Linked DNA regions of Zea mays: region 1 is linked to region 2. Evidence: chromatin contacts called from public Hi-C data. All regions are on one chromosome and are shown on one strand. The core of a region is the stretch at or near the end of the contact, and the rest is flanking DNA. Distances in the headings are between cores, read along the strand shown.

What was found. Hi-C and Micro-C count contacts between places; a contact is called where the count stands out from the background.
Region 1: a Hi-C map of ear shows a contact between it and region 2, with 2.1 times the contacts expected there. The contact joins the promoter of LOC103634500 here to the promoter of LOC100384354 in region 2. A contact is called at or near these places in 2 of 25 Hi-C or Micro-C datasets (ear and tassel).

Annotation. Positions count from the first base shown.
Region 1 is chr1:45,302,536-45,308,391 of Zm-B73-REFERENCE-NAM-5.0, forward strand. It overlaps LOC103634500 (transcription factor bHLH140), which reads left to right and starts at 2,961. Exons shown (of 6, transcript XM_008656304.4): 1 at 2,961-3,136; 2 at 3,243-3,403; 3 at 3,853-4,808; 4 at 5,030-5,729; 5 at 5,831-5,856. The coding sequence starts at 3,079. It overlaps LOC100382352, which reads left to right and starts at 1,655. Exons shown (of 2, transcript NM_001175098.1): 1 at 1,655-1,758; 2 at 1,828-2,680. The coding sequence starts at 1,711. The coding sequence ends at 2,556. TRNAH-GUG (transfer RNA histidin (anticodon GUG)) reads left to right here and starts at 2,764; the gene lies at 2,764-2,835.
Region 2 is chr1:44,890,458-44,895,837 of Zm-B73-REFERENCE-NAM-5.0, forward strand. It overlaps LOC100384354, which reads left to right and starts at 2,842. Exons shown (of 10, transcript NM_001353417.1): 1 at 2,842-3,134; 2 at 4,068-5,380. The coding sequence starts at 3,030. It overlaps LOC100303814, which reads left to right. Exons shown (of 6, transcript NR_158632.1): 3 at 1-123; 4 at 197-452; 5 at 538-610; 6 at 708-962.

The DNA.
Region 1 (5,856 bases), core at 1,711-4,210, 410 kb after region 2:
TATTTGGGAGCCTAAGGTGGCAAAAGTGATTCAAAGAGATGAAGCAATCAACAAAGGAACCATTCTATGTGGATTGTTCGAAGCAATGGATGGTGTTGTGTTTGATCTCCAAATGTTAATGCTAAAAGTTTGTTTTGGCTGGCCCGACACCAGCTTGAACGAGTTGTTACATATCCATGGTTCCATGCTTTTAGAGGATAACAAAGTGATTGCTAATACCTATCGTGCAAAGTAGCTTAGACAATGATTTTGAATATTTACAAAATGATGTTTGCACTAACCATTATATCATGTATCGAGGCACCAAGTGTGTGAACGTAGAGAGCTATGTACACTGTAGCGCAAGTCGATATGAGAGGAATGTTGGGTGTCACATGGATGCAAACAATGAGGGGTCCTTAGGTGAGACAAAGAAGAAGAAGAGGTCCAAGAAGAGTAGTGAGAGGTAGATCTCATATCATGAGAAGGAGGAATGTTACAAGAAGAGGATAATACATGTCAATGTGGTTCCTACCGCCCATGATCGATCCCCTATGGTGTGTATTCAAGAACATTGAGGATGCTCGACTGATGTTCAAGTATGCATCTGATGATCACACAAAGGATAATAGCCACCTCAACGATGCCCGATAGTGGAAGTGTTTTGATGCCATGTTCCTAGATTTTGGCAAAGAGTCTAGGAATGTTAGGTTCACACTGAATATTGATGGAATGAACCCACTTGGTGACATTAGCAACTCAGATGATACTAAGGGAATGCAGAGCTCCCACACAATCACCTAAGTAATGGTGAAAAGGCTCTGAAGTCATTCCTAAAGGAATGTAGAGCTCATATACAATCACCTAAGTAATGGTGAAAAAGCTCTAAAGTCATTCTTAAGGTAATGCAGAGCTTCTATGCAATCACCTAAGTAATTGTGAAAAAGACCCGAAGTCGTTCCTAAAGTAATGCAGAGCTCCTATGCAATCACCTAAATAATTGTGAAATAGTTCCGAAGTTATTCCTAAGGAAATGCAGAGCTCCAATGCGATCACGTAAGCAACAATGGAAAAGAACCAAAGTCATTTCTAAGGGAATGAACAAAACTCGTATTCCTAATGTGCTACCGGTCCTAAGGGATTACAATCCTGAATTTAGCCTACACCGAAGCCATAACTATGAAGGGTGTTGCCTTTGTAACATGTGAAAAGAATGTAATGCGTTTTTCGCCATCGACTCAAAGACGCGGAAGATATAAGTTTTACTCATCACAAAGGAAAAAAGAAACAAGTTAATTTTTAAAAAGGTATACGCCATCGACTCAAAAACGCAGAAGATATAAGTTTTACACATCACAAAGAAAAAAAAGAAACCAGTTAATTAAAAAAGGTATGTTATATTGCAACAAAAGTGCCAGAGAGCTTCGAATGTTTATCCTCTCCACACCACGCATGCTACAATAAAAGGTTCTTCCAAATGAAAGGAAGAATTGGCATCGGATCTTTTTTATTCCAAATTGTTGTCGATTTGATTGTATGCCAAAAGACAACTCTGGCCTCTGGGCCTACGGTTGATGACGGACGTGTAACAAATTCGGCCCAAGCCCAACGTGTTCTCGGATCTATCCAGTCGCCACAGCTTCCGATTAGTGGACAGCCTCATCCTCAAGACGAAAGCTATCTTCACTGGCCTCGAGCACAAAATGCTGTGGCCGAGCGAATGAGAGGAAGATGGCTGCTACCAGCCTCAGCTCCTCGTTGCCCAGGGCCACTGCAAAAGTAAGCTCTTCTGCTCTAACTCATCTTCTTGCTTCCTGATGATACCTCTCATGTCAGTCATGTGCACAGCTAACAGGAGTGCCAAGATCTTCGTCGTACTACACCCAGCTGATCTTTTGCTCGAGGCATCCTTTCCAGAAGGCGGCGGCAGCTGCAGCTTTCCAGAAGCTCCCACCCGAGCTCCTCCGGCTAAGCTACCCGGCGAGGAATAATAAGCATGCAAGAACCAGCTGGCGGCGGGCCACGGACAACGACCAAGCGGCGCCGGCCGCGGCACAAGGAACTACCAGCACCCCTCCTCTCCCAGGCTCTCCCGTTCCGAGCGCCGAGAGATCCCCGGTGACGCCCGGCAACGGCCAGCCGCAGCAGCCGGTCGCCGACGCCAACGGCAGCGCGCCGAGCGAGCCGCCGAAGCGGGCGCCGCTGACGGCGCGGGAGCGGCTGCGGGCGGCGCGCGTGCTGGGGAAGTACGCAGAGCCGTCGGTGAAAGGGTCTTCGTCGAAACCGGCCAAACCGGAGTTCGGGAGCGGTGTGCTGGACGCGCTGCGCGAGGCGGACGCGAAGAAGGCCGGGGGCGGGGGCGGGGGCGGGCGGCGTGGGTCGCGCCTACCCGAGGCGCCGGGCAACCTGTTCGACGACAGCAAGCGCGGGATGCCCAAGGACGGGTGGACGTTCGAGCTGCCGTTCGGGGTGGACGTCTTCCTCGTCCTCGTCTCCTTCACGCTCATCACCACCATCATGTTCGGCACCGCCTTCCTCGTGTGGAAGCTCGGCGCCATACACTTCAACGAGTACTAGCCTTTAGACTGTCTCTACTTGATTGGAGGATAAAGGGCGATTATGCAGTGCTAGACGAGAGAATTGTGTGTATTCGTAATGTACTGTATTGACCACAGACACTGGTCTGCCGAAGATTTTCGAGAAAACATAGAAATGTGTGATTGCACGAAACAGGTGTCATGTTATATAGAACTAATAAATGTGGTTATGAAATCTTACAACAATGTGGCTGTAGTTTAGTGGTAAGAATTCTACGTTGTGGCCGTAGAGACCTGGGCTCGAATCCCAGCAGCCACACAAATTTTTTGCCCTGACTGTTCTTTTTCCGTTGTTCTTTTCTCCCTCGTCAGATTAGACTCTGTCGCGTAACCGACGTATCAGATTCGATCGTCTTGAGCCGCGGACGGCCAGAACCCGCCTGTTCCCGCGTCGCTACCTCCACTTCAGCGTTCGGCCATCGGCCCTTCCTCCGTCTCTCGCCTTTTCCGCGCTCACCTTTGCGCATCGGCATCGGACACCAGGTTTCTTCCGTTTTGCTAGATGGATTCTGACGCGGGCGGCTCCAGCTCCGCTCCACCACCTCCGTCGGCAGCCATAGGTGCCCCCGAGACAAATATTTTTTTTCCGTTTCCTTCGCCTAATCGAACAGCTCCCGCCGTCGCCGCTTAAACCCTAGCGCGTGCTGTCTCGAACCGTCGGTGCAGGTGCAGGTGCAGGCGCGGGCGCGGAGACGAAGGGGGATGAGCGCGGCCGCAAGCAGGTGATGGTGGTACTGGTGGGCCCACCGGGCAGCGGCAAGTCCACGTTTGCAGATGCCGTGGTTGGCGGCTCCACCGCCGGCCGCCACTGGGTTCGCGTCTGCCAGGTGGGTTCTCCGTCGCTCTTGGTCTCAGCTTTCAATGCCTACAAATGTGCTGACCTTTGCTAGTTATCCCTTGCATCCACATATGTGGTGTTTCAAGACAATTGCTACTTAATTGGGAAACACACTTTTTGAATAGTTGAAATTTGGTCGAAATTTCGTCTTTGCGAGTCCATCTATGCTCTCATATGGAGACTTCATTGTTTACTTCACTGTTCACTGTTTATTTGATCAATACTGTAATAACAATTTAGTATGTTAGAATAAGGGCATCGCACACAAGGAAGCAGAGAATCCCAAATAATGTCTTCATTACCAATCAACTTGGATTGCACTTTGTCTAGACAATTTTATTCATGGTGTTTTAAAGTTTCACAACGGCTGTTCATTAACTGCCACAACAGTTTGGCACAGCTTGACAGAACTCTGTTTTGGTGCTTACTGTTATCCAGGATACAATAGGGAACGGCAAAGCTGGGACAAAAATACAGTGCTTGAAGGCTGCATCAGATGCTTTGAAGGAGGGCAAGAGTGTTCTTGTCGACCGCTGCAACTTGGAACGTGAGCAGCGTGCTGATTTTGTGAAGCTGGGAGGCACATTGCGCGCAGATGTGCACGCTGTCTCCCTGGATCTACCTGCAAAGGTCTGTATCTCACGTGCAGTGAGCCGAAAGGGCCATGAAGGAAATCTGCAGGGTGGGAAGGCTGCCCTTGTTGTGAACCGCATGCTGCAGAAGAAGGAGACACCCTTGCTCACAGAAGGTTTCAGTCGGATCATGTGCTGTAATGATGATGGCGACATTAAAAAAGCAGTTGACTTGTATAATGGTTTAGGGCCTTCAGATAGTCTTCCATCAGGAGTTTTTGGTCAGAAGAGCAAAAGACCCGTACAAGTTGGTATAATGAAGTTTCTAAAGAAAACTGATGCTTCTGTTGTTGAGACATCTAGCGGACCTAAGCAGGCATTGACAGAAATAAAGCCAGCGCAGCAAAATCCTTTGCCAAAACAGGAAAATGTTGAAGCTGGTTTTGCCTGTTCCATGGAAGTTGAGAAGGGATTAAATGACAAGATGGAAAATGAAGAGCATGCTAAAGGAAGTGATTATTGTGATGTTGGTTCCCGTACTCTGGCATTTCCATCTATTTCTACAGCTGACTTCCAATTTGATCTTGACAGAGCATCTGATATTATAGTGGACACAGCTGCTAATTTCTTGCAGAAGTTTGATAATATAAGACTAGTTCTTGTAGACCTGAGTGAGAAATCAAGAATTTTGTCATTGGTCAAACAGAAGGCTGCTAAGAAGAGCATCGACTCCAACAGATTTTTCACATACGTGGGAGATATCACTCAGTTGCACACAAAAGGAGGTCTTCAGTGCAGCGTGATTGGTAATGCTGCCAATTGGTAATGATTTTGGTTATTTAAATATTACGTTTCCTTGTCTATAAGGGAATCATTATGTCTAAATATCTTCCTTTTGTTGAATCATGTGTTGTTATGTTTCTTCTTTTTGAACAAGTTGTGTTATTATGTTTCTGGGCGAACCAAACTGGCTGTTTCGCTTTTGGAGAAGGTCAGTAACCTTATTACACACAGGGAGATGATATTTGTGCCCTTTTACGCAGGAGGCTAAAACCTGGAGGTGGAGGGGTTAATACAGCAATATATAGTGCTGCTGGAGAATCTTTACAACATGCTACTAAAAAATGTGCTGATGCACTGAGGCCAGGAACCTCTGTAGTTGTTCCACTTCCATCAACTTCTCCTCTGCATCAACGGGAAGGTGTGACGCATGTCATACATGTGCTCGGGCCAAATATGAATCCAATGCGACCAGACTGTCTTAAGAATGACTATACCAGAGGGTCTAAGATTCTTCGTGAAGCATACACTTCACTTTTTGAGAATTTTGCATCTATTGTGCAGAGCTACATGGGAAAGCAGAACAATGAGTCTGGAGCAGAAAAGTCAGCGTCTGGAAGGATATCGCCCAATGACACAAAAATGAAGCGAGAGGACAACCATGAATCTGAAAGGATGAAAAAACATAAGTTGTTTCAACCCATCATGACTGCAAAGCGACAGCATGAGTGTACAAAGGTTAATGCTCCAAATTGCCATGATAATGCCATGACTTCATCTGCTGCTCCTAGCCAAACTAGACAAGTAGACAACAAAAGGAATGATGTGGTTACCAGTAAGACTTGGGGATCCTGGGCTCAGTCTCTTTACGAACTTGCCATGAACCCAGAAAAATACAAGAACTCAGATTCTATTCTAGAGACATCAGATGAATATGTTGTTCTGAAAGATCTCTATCCAAAGGTTTATTACGGAATTTTCTAATTACACCTTTTCTGTTGTGTACTTTTTAATGATATTCAGTGATCCACTTGTCATTTTAACAAAACTCTTTATATACGCAGGCCAAAAGGCATGTTTTGGTGATAGC
Region 2 (5,380 bases), core at 1,592-4,091:
GTATAAAGCAGTCGTCAAGCACAAGCTCCTCCAAAGTACCATCAGGATCCTACAGTAGAAGAGTTAGCCAAAACACTCGATTGTTGGCCATCAATGAATTATTATATCACGGGTTGTAAATATGTAAGTATGTGTTCATTTCGAATGTATTTATAAAGGACCCTTCTTTGCAATCCTAATGACTGATATTTTGCAGGTTCTTATGCCATGAAAATTCAACGAATGTCACGCCCTTTTCGTAATAGATCATGTTAAAAGCATGTGACTTTTATCGACTTTACACCGACTCAAGATTGGTGTAAACACATGCCATACAAGAGGTTTGCGGAAGCTATTATCATGGCCTCAAAGAAATATAAGATTGCTTACAACAAGAAACGTTCTGGATGGGCGGAGGATATCTTTAAGTGGGAACATACAATTCAGACTGGTGTTCCAATTGACTTAAGAGGGTATTTTCTTCGTACCTTCTCAGCAGTTTAATTTTTTTATGATAATCATTGTATAAAACATAGTTGGCCAAACATTATTCTATAGGTTTAATACCAGCTACCTCGTTCTACAAGTTATGACCATGTGGGGGAATGACAGACGAATGAAATTTGTTGGGGTGAGTGTAGTACGTTCGTTTTATGTTCAAAACATACATTCCAGCTACCTCGTTTTACAATATAATACGTTTTGTTCTCTTATGTCTTTGTCTGTAGAATGCAAATATTCTTCGAAGGAACTTTGTGATTGATCTGTTAAGTTATGAGGACAATTCGTGCCGATATGCCATCCCTGCAAACATACAACAGAGACTTATCGATATCGCTAAAAAGGATTAGCTGATTAGTGTACGGTTGTCGACACATTTGTCTGTAATTAAAAATTCTAAATTATCTTTTTAGAAATAATTTGTGTGATATTGATAATGAAAAACACGGATTTTGCATATTATATAGTGATGTTTGTCGTTCCGTATCAATGTTTCATACAAATCTTTTATTTCCGTCGCAACGTATAGACACATACTTATAACAATATAACACACATATGTACATAATTATCGTGTTATTATACGGTTCCGTTGTAACGCACAGACACTCACCTAGTAGTCTAAGAGGACTCAACCTCGAAATCACTTCCTCATAAGTATTGGCCTCAACCAATAACCATATGAGCTCCGCGAAGTTGTTGTATAAATGCACACTATGATCTATTTAATACGGATAGAACAAAAAATATCTACTCTAATTAATCATGTATTGCTACGTGGAGTTATGTCAAAAACAATGATAAAATTGGACTTGGAGTAGTCACCAATCATAAAAGGTTGAAACTTTTATCTAAGATTGTCCGCATCGGTTCCTTCTAAATTTATTCCTCTATACCTATATTTACGTCACGCCAAAATTTTACCCCGATTACTATAAATTATTTCCCTACACTCCACTACAGCTATAAAATATCATTTCTTTTACCTACTTATTATTTATTATTATTTTTCTTCAACTAACAATTACTTATAGGCATAAAACACGAGATCGACATGATGTTTAGCGCTCACCACATAGAACGAGGGAGAGAAAAATACCGCCGTGTAGGGCGTCCGGTGTGGCCTTCACGGTGCTCCTATTGTCGGCATGCAGGAGAGAGGGAGACAGGAGGACCATGCGCTAACTTGTTCGTTTAATTTTAATTCATACCAACTTCTACTATTTATAAAATATTTTATCTTTATAAATTATAGTTGTGGCAGTCTTAACAACTGAAACGAACTGTCAGTAACCTAAATCCTAAATGAATGCACATGCACAAACGTCCCAATGGTTCTCTCTCCTCATGCTCGAAACGTACAAAGCAACGCGAATGAGGACGATCTTGACATTTGCGGGCAATATTTTATTTCCTCTATCTCTCTCCAATTTGGATTTTTCGGGTCATCTGATCCTTCATGCAAAAGTTGCCAACGCTGAAAGGCTGAAGCCGTGCAGCAAGCACAAGCAGCGCTAGGACGGTATACACGCACAACACAAGTAGTGCGTTCCCAAAAAGTACTAGTTTATATAAACATTTCCATTTTATATAATAAATAAAAGAGACAAAAGAACACAGATTCCACGCATGTCGAACAGGAGAAGTTGTATTTTGAAATATATGATTTTAACACTAAAAAGCTACTTCTGCAAAGGTTTTATTTCACAAAAAATTATAACTAATTATATTACTCGGCTTCTCATATTCTAAGAGGGTGTTTAGTATAACTCTACCCCACCTTTGAGAAATTCTACTCCAAAATTCTAGATGGAGCAGCTCTGCTTCAGAATTTAGGTTGATTTCTCATAAGCAGTGATGTATAAATAACTCCAAACTCTATATCTAGGTTGCTTTTTTTTAGAGTTTTCGAAGCACTAAAAGAGATACTCCAAAAATTGTACAACAGCTTTGAAAACTCTATAAAGTTTACAAATATAGAGTTAGGTTGTTTGGCAGGCTCTGGTCAGCTCCGTAATATAGTTTTGCTCTAGAGCGATATTAGAGGACCTTATATGCTAGAGCTCTATTCTTGTTTTATACGGTATTTATAACCTTTTATTTTCTAAATGACGTGATCTATTTCTTAATAATATAATATGACTCAAAGGTTGTAGCTATAAATGTTTTTTATGGTCCCAAATATTGTAAATGATGTATTATTTTAATTTTTATAACTAGCACTTTTTATTAAAGATGCTTCACCCACCGTTTAAAACGAAGGAAACAACTCAAATTTGGGCGAATCAAATCCAAGATAATAAAATCGCACGACTTTACGCAGTCCATAACTAGCGCGCATAACAAACGCCACCGCCTCCCACAGCACGAAACCTTCTCTCCTCTTCTCGTTCTCCCCCTCTATAGTCCTCCGCCGCCTCCATTGCCTTCTCTTGGGCTCCTCCCCGTATCCCGGGACTACTAGTCCAACCTCCCAATTCTGCGGCACTCACCATTCGACAAGCACTGAACCCTACCCCACCCACCAGTCCCCGCAGCCGCGCTCCGCAATGGCGAGCGGGGCGGCTAGAAAGCGCCGCCGCAAGTCGTCGCCCCCTGCCGCCGCCGCGGCTGCACGGGACGGGAGGAAGCTCCTCGTCGGCGAAGTCGTCGAGGTGAGCGCCATCCGCGCCGTCGTTTGCGATGAGGTCCACCGCATTGCGGCTAAGGGCGATGGTCCGCGGGTGATGGGCAGGGTGCCTGGGTTTTCGATTTTATTGCGTTTCCAATGCTTGAGGTCACCGCCCATGATCAGGGTCGTGACCAGGCGATTCTCGGTTAACCTTGATACCGAGCATCGGCCGCTCCGCTGCCGGGGATGATCGCGAGGGCATCCAGGTGGTTATTGGTTAGGAATAACATGCTTTTGTTAATCTGCGGCGAAGTGGGTGCTTAATTACGTATTTCCATGTATTTTTTAGTTGCTCTGCGGAGTTTATATTGGGTGGTTGGTGACTTGGAGCGACCTTAACTCCCCTATGCGGAAATGCGACAATATTAGTAGAAGGTTCTGCCACATAGATGGCTATCAAGCCGCAACAGCGATGCGGCAGTGAGCCTTCTTTATTCACGTGCAGATAGTTCAGAATCTTGGCTTCTCGCTTCATCCCTCAGTGAGTTCGGGTAGTATTATTATTGACATCTAAGCAAGGTGGCTAATTTGTAATAGGTATATTTCTTTGGATTTGTGGCTGATGCCAGTTACCTCTGTGGGCTGGCAATTGATGCCTGCCAATTGGGCACCCTTGTATTAGTTAGGTAGGAATTACTTAATTGATATATCACTTTTTATTCTTTTGCGATCCAATTTGATGCATGTACCGATTGAATTTGACCTGTCTGTTAATGAAATAGTAACGTTTTACTATCCCGTTTAACACACCCCTTGTGTAATTGTGTTTCCTTCAGGATTCCAATGTGTTCATTGTTTTTATGATGATTATGGGATATGCTAACCCCTAGTTTTCTTTTTGCACTGTCACTATGTGTGCCCTCAAACTGTGGATGGAATTGCCCGAGATATTCATTGAGGTCTTTCTATTCTGTAGGTGCTGAGTTGTGATCAAGGACTACGTGGCTCCTGGCATAAGGCTATTGTTATTGGTATTCTGGAAAATGCTCGCGCAGTCAGATATACTGATTTCATTGATGAAAATGGGTCACCTCTTGTTGAGAATGTTCAAGTGTCAGATGCCATTGATGGTAAGTCAAGTATGCCTGAGGAACTCATTCGTGGCAACATTAGGCCAATGTGTCCACATCAAGCACTGCAGGTGTCTCATGCAAGCTATGGACTTTGTGTTGACGCACTCATAGAAAGTTCCTACTGGGAAGGTGTTATTGCTGATCATGCTGAAGGCTCTATGGAAAGGAAAGTCCTTTTCCCTGATGAAGGTGATGAATGCATTATAGAAGTTGATCAGCTACGTCTTACTCAAGACTGGGATGAAGCTACAGGGGAATGGAAACCACGTGGAATCTGGTCATTTCTGCAGATACTTTTGTCACATGAAGAGAGAGATGGTTTACCTGTGTCAATCAGGCAGATATGGTTTGACTTAAGATCCAAACCTTCTTTTAAGACTGATGCCAAAATGTGGATGTGTGGAACAGAAGATTTTTGGGAGAGATCACTTGCAGATGTCATTGCTGAATTGTGGTCTCTATGTGACAAGCCTACCCTAGATGGATATCAAGTGGAAGCAGTTCAGAAGGATACAGTTGAGACCACTGTCTTGGATAGGCTGGATCCATTCCAAGCATTATCAGAATACATCTCATGCTATCGGAATAATAGGAAAAATGCTCTTATCAAAAAAGAGTGGGCAAAGCAACACCTTAAATCTTCAGGATGGACCTTTCTGGATGACAGACCTAAGAACAAGTTTTACATCTCACCTGATGGTAAGCGGTTTCCATCTTTTCTAGGAGCATGCCAGGCGTGTTTGGCTGCAAAAGAAGCAAATGGTTACCAATATGATCATACAGAAAATTTGCATCTAGACAGTATGAGTCTGGTGCACAAGAATGCATGCTACAACCAGACACACATGGATCTTGCCTTGGTAAAGAACAAGTCCAATGATAAATGGATCACGAGCCCATCAAGATCTTGGGAATTGGTTCAACTGGATGCTGAATTTTCCCCACAGATAGTTTCCCTTCTTGCTAGTTATCAAGATGGCACAACTGTCCTTCAGAGGACAATTGATAGAACTCTGAGTGTGAAGCTGAAGAAGCATCTATTGGCACTGGGTTGGAGTATTAAGTTCAAAAAGGACGAAATTCAAGAAAATGGCCATCATAAACACACTACAAGATACCGGTACGAGTCACCTTATGGGAAGACTTATGTTTCTAT